Linked DNA regions of Ovis aries: region 1 is linked to region 2. The links are chromatin contacts, called in public Hi-C maps. All regions are on one chromosome and are shown on one strand. Each heading gives the region's core, a stretch centred on a gene start, on an enhancer-like site or on the middle of the called end of the contact. The rest is flanking DNA. Distances are from core to core; before and after follow the strand shown.

Region 1 (5,261 bases), core at 30-2,529, 160 kb before region 2:
AGAGTGATTTTTTTTCTTTCTTTTTTCAGTATTGCTATAGCTTTTGTTAACTTCTTGGTTACAAGGTCAAATAGGTTTGGGGTGATCTGCTCCTAACCTTGTTTTTCCTATAAACCCAGCTGTTTTCAAAATGCAACTTCAGAGAACATGAGGATTTCACAGACTGGGTATACTGTACGGTTATATAAATGCCTAGAGGATTACTCAACCAGGGACAGAAGTTCAGTCGGCTGGTCGGAGGATAGTAATGTTTTACCAAGTCCCTCAGTACAAGTCCCCTGGGTGTCAATGGTTCAGGCCAGCTGCAGACGACCTGCTAATCAGAGGGGGTGGCACTCTTCTGCTGGAACCTAGGCATGAAGATACTCTTGGGGACAACAGAGCTGACCTGCACTGACCCTGAACACTAGTGACTCACGCTTTTCCTGGAGAGCTGAGCACGTCTGAAGATGGCTGGTGCCAGAGATCCCCAGGTTTCTGAATGGGGAGAGGACACCTCAGGGCAAAGGCATAGAAAGTGGGGAAGAGAAAAGGAGATTAAACGAGAGGTGGGCATCAATGTTTAGCAGGGTCTGCTATGAACCAGACATATGTGCTTCTACACAGAATCTTTCAGTCTGACATTCTATCCTCAAATCGCAAACAGAAAGTCAGGTTCAGGGCTTAACAGTGTGCTGTAGTGACTAACACAAAGTTGCCTGAGCCCCCCGTGTGGGCTTTTCACGGCAACGGTGGCTTCCAAATGGCGCGCCTCCAGCTCCTCATAGTGAGTGAGGGTGGGGGCGGGTGGCGCGTAAGGAGACACTGCCTGTGCCAGGGATGGGCAGTCCCTGGGCTTCCCAGCCCCACTTGAACCACTTAAGTGTTTTCCATATTGGGCTTCCTCTGATGCTTCTAGGTGAAGTAAGAGTCCTACGGTTTTAAAAGGGAGAAACAAAAAGCATTGAAAATCATTGCATCCTATCAAGCTGGCTATTTCCCAATTCTGCCTGAGGCTGACCTTCAGCAGGAAAGTAAATCAGTTGCTTACAAAAGATTTAGTCTATACAGAATGCTGTTGCGGACGTGGGGGCGGGGGGTGGGGGGTGGGGGTGGGTCCCTCAAATTCCCTGCTCTAATCAATCCAAAGCTCCAGAAAGACTTCACTTTATGCCAACTTTACTGGCTCATTTGACTCTCGCTCCCCATTTCCAGTGTTCCAGGCAGGCTGGGAGCTGGCAGTAGGGCAGGAGCCTGGAACACGGATGCTCACGTCAGCACCCTGGGGAGAAGCCAGGATCTGAAGCCCTGGGGCCCAGTCTGAGGGAGTCCGAGCAGGACACCCAGGCCCAGCCCTGGTACTCCCTAAGAGAGGCCGATTCACAGCCCCCAAGAGAGCTGGTCGGACAGGCTGTTCTTTAATGTTCTTTCTGACTAAAAGGAGTGATTGTGTCTGAGCTGAGGGAAGGAGGAGGAGAGGTTTTAAGAGCAAGTTTGTAGCAAGCAAATGGACATAATGGATGGAAGGCTAATGGGTGCCGCTGGGTATACACCGCAGGCCCCGTGGACATGTGCAGAGGCAAACACAGACCTTGTGGGATGGGCTGTTTCTCTAAAACTCATGAATACTAACGAACAGATGGGAAAAAAGCGAAGACGTGATGAGTGCTGATGTGACTGAAGCAGAATGGAACAGAACACATCTATCTTTAATTCCCCTCAAGACGACAATGCCTAAAACATAGAAGTTTGTTTCGGGTCTTTCCAAGGACCTCTCCAAATCCAGTGGGCTCTTCTGGTGGCTCAGTGGTAAAGAGTCCGCCTGCCTGTGCAGGAGACTCAGGTTTGATCCCTAGGTCGAGAAGATCCCCCTCCAGTATTCTTGCCTGGAGAATCCCAAAGACAGAGGGGCCTGGTGGCCTACAGTCCATGGGGTCGCAGAGAGACTTAGCGACTAAGCACCAACACAACTCCAAGTCCAGTGGTGAAGCTCCGAGTTTCAGGGAAAGGATGTGCGGGGAAGTTTCTTTCAAGTGGTTAGAAAGAAAAGAATGGGTGCCGGATTTACAGCCAGTCTCTGGGCGATGACTGATCTGTCACCTGATATTGATTCTCGCCTCAGACAGATGGCAAGCGACTGCAGATGAAAGCACGCAGGCCTTGGTGACTGTTCAACCGGGGTCTGAATGCTTCCCCAGCATCCTGCCCTCCTGCCTGCAAAGGCCCATCCTCTTCCCCTGTGGGGCAGCTCAGCAGGCCTCAACTGTGCACGCCTGCAGGTACCACCCCCCGGGTATCTATGCTGCAGCCTTGCCACCTGCTTTCCATTCCTAGAAATCTATTTCAAACACACACACACTGAGGAGTGTGCCATGATGCCCCCTTCAAATAACAATGTCCCTGTCACTGATGTGAAAACTCTCCTTGATGCTGCTGTCTTCCAGATATTGCTAATGCCTGCATCCAACCACTCCTGGCCTTTTAATAACAGAGCTCATTTAGTGAACATCTACTTTGAGCTGAGGATTTTTAATGTATTACCATTCATCTTTATGCTGCCACTGAGTGGTTATGAAGAAATGGAAACTTGTGAGGTTAAATAATTGCCCAAGGTCACATGGTTTGTGGATCTGATCTTTGAACCCAGGTGTCTGATTCAGAAGAGAGTTGACCTGGGAGTTCTCTGGCAGTCCAGCAGTTAGAACTCTGTGCTTCCACTGAGGCACGGGGCATAGGTTCATTCCTTGTCAGGGGGCATAGGAGCCCTACATGCTGAGTGGTGCCACCAAATTCAAATATATAATAAATGTTTTGTAAAAAGAGGAAGACAGCTGACTTACAAACATCTCACACAGGTCAGTGGGAACGACTAACCACATCCCATTTCCCCCTTTTCTTAAGCTCCTTCTCACAACTTCAGGGATATGACAAGGGAGCTAAAGCTTTCAAACATGAGGGGGTGCAGAAACGAAAGAAGCTGGGAAGTCTAGGGGCAGCCCGGGAGAACTGAACCTAGAGACAGATATTCAGGCCTGGATTTTCTCTTTACGCTCTCTTCTTGCCTGGAATTTTACCCATTAGGTTCATTTTCACAGTTAAGAAGAGAACATGGAAATTGCTTCTTGGACATTAAGGTACTAACTACTATTTCCTCCTTAGTATATAAAAGTGTTCAATAGAAGTGAGGTACTCCCAGGCAGTGGAGACCACCTGCCTGGCTGGAACGGGAGATCTGAATCAGAGTATATACTGTGGTTTGTGCTAGAAGGCCCTGAGGACAGGCATCAGAGACAGGGAGGCCTCCCAAGGCCAGGTCGAGGAAATGAGGCACCAGTTGCAAAACTGCTCCTCTTCCTCCCTCCTACACGAACTCCTACCCACAGCTCAGACGAGGAAGACAAGTTTTAGGGCTCAGCTGATGACTGAATTAAAATGGCACCGGTGAACCAAAGCATTCTTTTTTTTTTTTTTTTTTCCACAAGGAAATATGTGATCTGACTGCAAACAAACAAACATATATTTATCATATTCCTAAATGTGAGGCTACCGAGAGACATTATTCCCAGAAGCTAATTACATGAGCACAAACAAGCTTAATAGAATCAACCCAAAGGAAGATGCGGAGTGAGGGAATCTGCTTCGATTCTTCACTCCTACAGAAGTTGTTTCTGAGTGTGGTTGAAGAGGAGAGCCTGTGAAACCCTGGAGAGTGTCTCTTACTGTTTCATTTTAATTATCCATTTCTCCTCAAAATAAGACGCAATAAAAAAAGTAATATTAGTTCATTTCAGACCCCAATTTTTATAGGCATGGTGAGATAGAATTCATTATTAAAACTAGATCTTGCCAACTAACTTTATTATTTTTGTGCTTTTTAAACATTTACCTAGAAGTTATTCAACAGACACAAGAGCAAATGTAAATCACTGGTTTTGTGAAGTGTAAGGTCCAATATCAAGTAACCAGAAGGGAGCATGAGATCTGAAAGGATGGAGAGGACCAGAAAAGGAAAGAGCCTGACATGCTCTCACTGAGCTGGCGATGCTCCCTGCAGCCACTGGCAGACCATTTTATCTTTCATGGTTTTGCTTCTCTGTGTGCAAACGAGAAGGAAGCATTCATCACTCACATTCATCCATCACAAAAGTTCCAGGGTCCTTAGAGCGTCTAGTCTCACCACTTCATTTTCCAGATGACAACACTTAGAGATGAGAAAGCCAAAGCTATGCTGCCTATGGTTAAAATCCACAAAGCTAGTGAGTGTCAGCGCTTTGACCAGATCAAGGTCTCCTATTTCTTAGACCAGCACTGACATGCTGGTGCAAGAGTCAAGTTCGACCACACAGAAGTACTGAGAAGGGCTATAAATGCACAAGCCTAAATCCTTTAGAGGACAGCCTAATCGTCACACTAATACCAATAATCAGTTAGCATACAGTTTCTCTAGTTTCTCCTAAACAGATATGACAGAAGGTTACAATATGATAAAAGTCATTTTTGATACACTTAGAAGCCACTCTAGTATTCAAACGTTAAACTGGCATTTTTAAAACATTGCCACACTGAATATCCTGAGTTCTCTATTTACAGGCAGATGTAACCAGACACATTCAAATTTTTTAAAATAAATCAAGATTACTTGCAAAGAAATTGTTTAGAAAAGATTTAGTTTTAATTAATGCCATACAAAAATGAATCCAATCTGCTTTAAAAACATTGAGTTTGATAATAAATGTCTGATAATCCCTAAAATGAGTTGTAGCTGGAGGATTCCTAAGTGGGTATAATCACAGCTTAACAAAATGCATCTCTCCAAGATAAAGAGTACTCTTCTGGCTCAGAGCTGAAGGGACAGAAAAAGGTTACCCATGGCTGGTTTGGACTTCAAGATTCACATATCTGTACATAAAAAGGTTAATTTCGAAAGTTCAATACTTTTGCCAACCCATTTTATTCAAATCCATTTCTGCCTTTAAAGGAAAGTAACAGTAAAAGATGCTCAGTTGTGTCTGACTCTCTGCAACCTCATGGACTCTAGCCTGCCAGGCTCCTCTGTCCATAGGATTACGCCAGTAAGCATACTGGAGTGGGTGGCCATGCCCTCCTCCAGGGGATCTTCCTGACCCAGGGATCAAACCTGGGTCTCCTGCATTGGTAGGTGGCTTCTTTATCACTGAACCACCTGGGAGATCAGAATTTAAAAGGTGGAGAAAGTGTAACAGTCACGGAAGTAATCAATGACTCCTATATTAAAGCATAACAAAAATATTTCTCCTAGAAGG
Region 2 (4,957 bases), core at 1,251-3,750:
TGGGTTACATGAATATTTTTTTAAGATTCCATTTTACTATATGATTTCTTGCCAAATTAGTTATAACTTGTCATTTTATTTAATGGCTTCTTTAGGATTTATATTATTTATCTTAAACTTTCTCTGGCTTGTCTTCAAATGATATTACACTCTTTCTTAGCAGGTATCAAACTTTATAAAAGTATACCTCCATTTCTCCCCTCTTGGCCTTTGTACTACTGTTGTCATACATTTAATTTCTGCATATGTTATGAGTCCCACAGTTTGTTATTATTTTTGTTTTAAAATGTGAATTATCTTTACAGAGATTTAAACAACAATACAAATGTTTTTATATTTACTCCTGGTGTTATCATTTACCCTGTTCAGAACCCTCTCTTCTCACCACCTCCTTAAAGCAGTCTTAGAAGGAGTGGGATTTGTAAACTATGGTTAGAACCTTCTCTTCTTGCTGTAGCCAAAGCTATCCCTCATCAGTTTCACTGCCTTGTCAGTGAAACTTGGGGGCAGCTGACTATTCAAAGCACACCGGGAATTGTTAATAACTTGGTATTGTAGAAGCAATAAAAGGACATCATCCCTCCTGATAATTACTGAGCTCTTCATAATTTGCGGAATCATTTTATGTCCCTTCTCTTTGTTGAAATACATGGTTTATAAAATACAGTGCACCTGGAAAAGCTTTCAGCTTTCCTTCAGCATCAGAGTGTTGGAAACTCCAAGAGGAGGTGATGAGATACTCTGGCCATTAATTACCCCCTCAGCTCTTGGCATTGTTATTATACCCTGGGAGTTCCAAGATCTTGGCAACCTCTGGATTTTGTTGTCTGAGTTGCAGGTGTTGTAGACAACCCAACAGATGACCATTATGAACCTGGCAGCCACAGACCAGCTTCTGGAGAGGAGAGAAGATATAGTCACTCTGACTCTCATCATAGGCCTTGATACAAAATGTGAAGCTGGCACAGAAGGCTGATCTAAGTGGGCCATGCACCTGGTACCATCTTTTTTACATTTGCCAGCTGTTTTTTCTTGGCTGGCATCATCAGAAAAGCTTGCTCGGATCCCATCATACACACAGAGCTATACAGACATGGTGAGGCTCTGGCACAAGTAACACAGCTCAGCTGGCATGGGCGTAGGTCAGGGTGCCCTTTCCCAGTCTTACATGCACAATGAAAGTCATCAAGACCTGGCTGACAATTCTAATACCATAGTTTCCAAAGAGGATGCCTATAGCCATATAGACACTGACTAATGAGGAGCGTAGTAGAAGCTGAAAGAGAAGCTACACCAAGCCCAGTTAACATTGCAAGGCATCATGCCAGCAGCTAAGAGTAGATCAAAGAAATATGATCCATGTGTTCATCCTCAAGGTATTCAATCTGACTGGTGAGATAGGGCATAAAGAGCAAAAGATGATCAAGAGATAAACGATAACATTAAAAGTAATGACTTAATGAGGCAACACAATCTTTGCCAGTGAAAATTATAGGTGGGTGAGTTTATGGAGATCAGAGCAAATACAGACTAGCTCTATCTTGGTGGTTTTTAGAAGGCAGAGATAGGTTTATTTTTAAATGGGATTAAGTCTTCAGAAATGGTCAGTGAGTTCAGAAACAGTGAACCAAATTGATGGAGATGAAATTATGTATATAGGATGAGAAAACAAGTGTTTGAGGCAGAGCAGGCCAAGAAGGAAGCTAAGGGTGGCCATATTGGTTTTGGTACCTGAGACATTATTGGGGTACCACAGGTGTGAGAAGCTTGAGTTCTGAAGCTCTGTCCCTGACTGGCTGATGCAACCTTGGCCAAGTTATCTCACTCTTTAAATCCAAGTTTCTATAAAATATCTGTAAAATAGGGTGAATAATATTACTAAATTCTTTCAAAGGGTTAACTGAATTTATCCACAGTGTATAAGTACAGAGTGTCTGAAAAAGAGTAAATACTTTCCAAATATTGGCTAATAATGGTGGCTGTGTCAATGTAGTAAAATTTGTTGGGACCATACCTTAAAATGAAGCTTGTGAACTGCAAGGTCTTAGCAATATCTTCTTTTAAAAAAAAAAAAAAATTGGGGTATAATTGTTTTACAAAGTTGTGTTAGTTTCTGCTGTATAAGAAGTGAATCAGCTACACAAATACACCACATTTTTTTTTACACCAGGCGCTTGAAGCTGAAAGATTAGGAAACTAGTTAGTGACAGCGCATGTGGGCCAGCTGAGGGGCTCTGATCCCCCGTCTTATGCCTCCTCCCCACCGCACTGCATTACGGCCTATACTTAAAGAGACAGGCATGGTTAATGTGGCCAGTTAGCAGCTGGAAAGGGGCAGATTTGAACTCAATTTCACCTTAATTTGTTACCAATCTTCTGATTCTGGGTAAACTGTGATATTCTGTTCTGGGTTCTTTATGCAGTTGCCAGTGTCTGATAACCAGCTGGAGGGGCAGCACTGAAAGTCTGGCATTTGACAGTGAAAATCTCCTGGTACCTCCCACAAGGTTCTGGCAGGCAGCCCACACCTTGGCCAGGGCCAAGTGCTCCCTGGCCAAGCGTCAGGTCAGCAGAAAGTGATTCGTTTTTGTCATGTATTTGAAGAAAGCCAGAGAATCACAGAGCTTTGATGAACATATTTAATTGGGGCTTTCTCTCAGGAGGCGAGAACATGTCCTCCTGACGTCTGTCGTATGAGGAGGGAAGATGAGAGTCCTAATGACCCGAGCACAGCAGGGCTCCGTTTTCACTACAGAAGACAGAGCTGGGGGCCAGTGCCAGGCTGTCAGGAGGAGACATTACCAAGAGAAAGGTTGCCTGGGGAAGAAGGGCCCTATCTTTCCAGGAAGCTGGAAAGAGAAGCACAATTAGGACAGCTTTCCTTGGAGCCAAGATGTATGTGCTACTTACGTATGAGCCAGGTTGCATTACTTGAGTGTGATGTGTGTTTTCCAAGTGGCCAAAAAGATCTCTTTTTTGTTGTTTGGATCCCATTTGTTCTCAGCTTGGGTTGGTATGCCTGGGTCAAGGAGAAATGGCAGATCTAATACATTCAAGTCCAGGAATGTTTATTGGGTACATACTACACAAAAGGCTAGGAAGGTGTTTGAAAATACTGGATAAAAGTGAAAATGACAGTCCTTGGCTAACAGAAACTCACAATCTGCTGAAAAAGCCACATAGTGGAAAGTAATATGAGCTTCTTGGGACAGCTGTTCTGCTCACAGTAGCTCTAGATTCTTTATTTAGAGCCCCTCATGCCCAGGGGAAGAGGTCTCAAGTGGAGTTACACAAAGCAGGGAACCTTCCATCTCTCACAAATTGGTCCACGGGTGGACACTGGACCCAAGCTGGGCCCATCTATTCTCTCTCTGTCTGTATGTCTCTCGGTCTCATTTAAAGCTAAGGCAATAAAGATAGAGACTGGCCATCATTGCAATCACATTGCATTAGTGGCAGTACTCTGGATAGAATGTCCATGAACCCCAGAAGTTTCTTCATTTTCCAAAGTCAACACTGCCTTAAGTTCTGAAATTCGTTTGCCAGTCTTCCTAATAATTTTCATTTACCTTAATTAGTTTGAATCGGTTTTCTTTTGGCTGCATTCAAAGAGGCCCAATTCATTTAAGCTCTAGACATCCTCACAGAGCAGAGTGCAGAAATGGCAAAGATGTTGTGTCTTTATGTACTTCTCTGTAACTAAGGAATCCTAACTTGGGGGTCAGAAATCTTTTCTTTTTTTTGGTTCTAGTCCTAATAAAAATCCAGATGACCTTGATCATATTATTCTGTTTAAGTCTTAGCTTCAATATAGATAAGCTATAGAGAAGAGACTTAATCTTCAAGACCTTTTCAACTCTATGACCACTGACTGGTAGAAGTCATAGGTTATGATAGCCATGTGCACAAACAAAAGTGAAATAGGCCCAGTGTCCCAAAGAATGTAGAAGAACACTATGTTATACACAAGAGTTCAGGAGCCAGACTAAAATAGAGCCCCTGCCAACTGGAGGTTTTCTATTGTTAACTCTCCCAACAGATGATTTCTGTCCATCTCCTTTTAGCGGATGTGCCTGATAGTTTTTCAGTCAAAGAGAGAATTGGCAGAAATAATTATTGATGGTAATATTAATAATAACTAAATACTTTGAGAGCTTAATGTCACCACTGAACTGAGTGTATGGCTTTCTGATACCATTTAGTTTTCTCAACACTGTAAGGGAGTAGCTATTCTTTACACATTTTATGGGTGAAGAAATTGAGGCTTACAGAATAATTTAACCCAGGTTACACTTCACCTCAGCTCTCAACATCCATGACCTTAATACGCTCTAGTGAACTACTTCAGGATGATACTCATGTCAGATTTAGTATTTATATGAATATTAGTATTAATATACTTGCATGCTAAGTCGTTTCAGTCATGTCCGATCCTTTGCGACTGTATGAACTGCAGCCCACCAGGGTCACGGGATTCTCCAGGCAAAAATACTGGAGGGAGTTGCCATTTCCTTCTCCAGGGGATCTTCTGAGGATGGAACCTGGGTCTCCTGTAGCTCCTGCATTGCAGGTGTATTCTTTACCACTGAGCTACCTGGGAAGCTCCATTAACATACTTAATATTTATCAAGTATTCATAATGTGTGATGAGGCAGGCTCAGAGTTTATAACTTAAGGTAAACTTTTGGAACCTAGGTAGGAGACAGATTTTGGACTTGGGCTTCTTAAGAACTTTCTGACTTTTGAAGCCATCCAAAAAACAAAAGCTATTGACAAGAGTCATGAGTTCCCTGCCACTTAAATATATTCTCCTAAGTTGGATGATGCTTAGAGAAGTTTTAAGAAAGTGTGAAAAATTGTGCTGGGGAAAGAGAATGAATGTGGGTAACCATTGAATATATCTTGAATTCCTAAACTCTGGTGAAAAGGCTGAGGTTGGCTATAAAAGATATGGCCT

What was found. A called contact is a pair of places that touch in the nucleus more often than the background predicts.
Region 1: a Hi-C map of liver shows a contact between it and region 2, with 8 times the contacts expected there. The contact joins two enhancer-like sites. A contact is called at or near these places in 2 of 16 Hi-C or Micro-C datasets (blood and liver).

What each region holds. Positions count from the first base shown.
Region 1 is chr1:195,405,974-195,411,234 of ARS-UI_Ramb_v3.0, reverse strand. The region is part of intron 1 of MB21D2 (Mab-21 domain containing 2); the gene reads right to left. Among named protein-coding and RNA genes, the nearest start is that of MB21D2, 92 kb to the right of the region's middle. Within about 2 kb of position 1,279, at least 18 of the 54 cell types and tissues checked have an H3K27ac peak or open chromatin away from gene starts, as enhancers often do. A contact at or near this core is called in liver, where this site is marked.
Region 2 is chr1:195,250,379-195,255,335 of ARS-UI_Ramb_v3.0, reverse strand. No RefSeq gene overlaps it. Among named protein-coding and RNA genes, the nearest start is that of MB21D2, 64 kb to the left of the region's middle. Within about 2 kb of position 2,500, at least 1 of the 54 cell types and tissues checked has an H3K27ac peak or open chromatin away from gene starts, as enhancers often do. A contact at or near this core is called in liver, where this site is marked.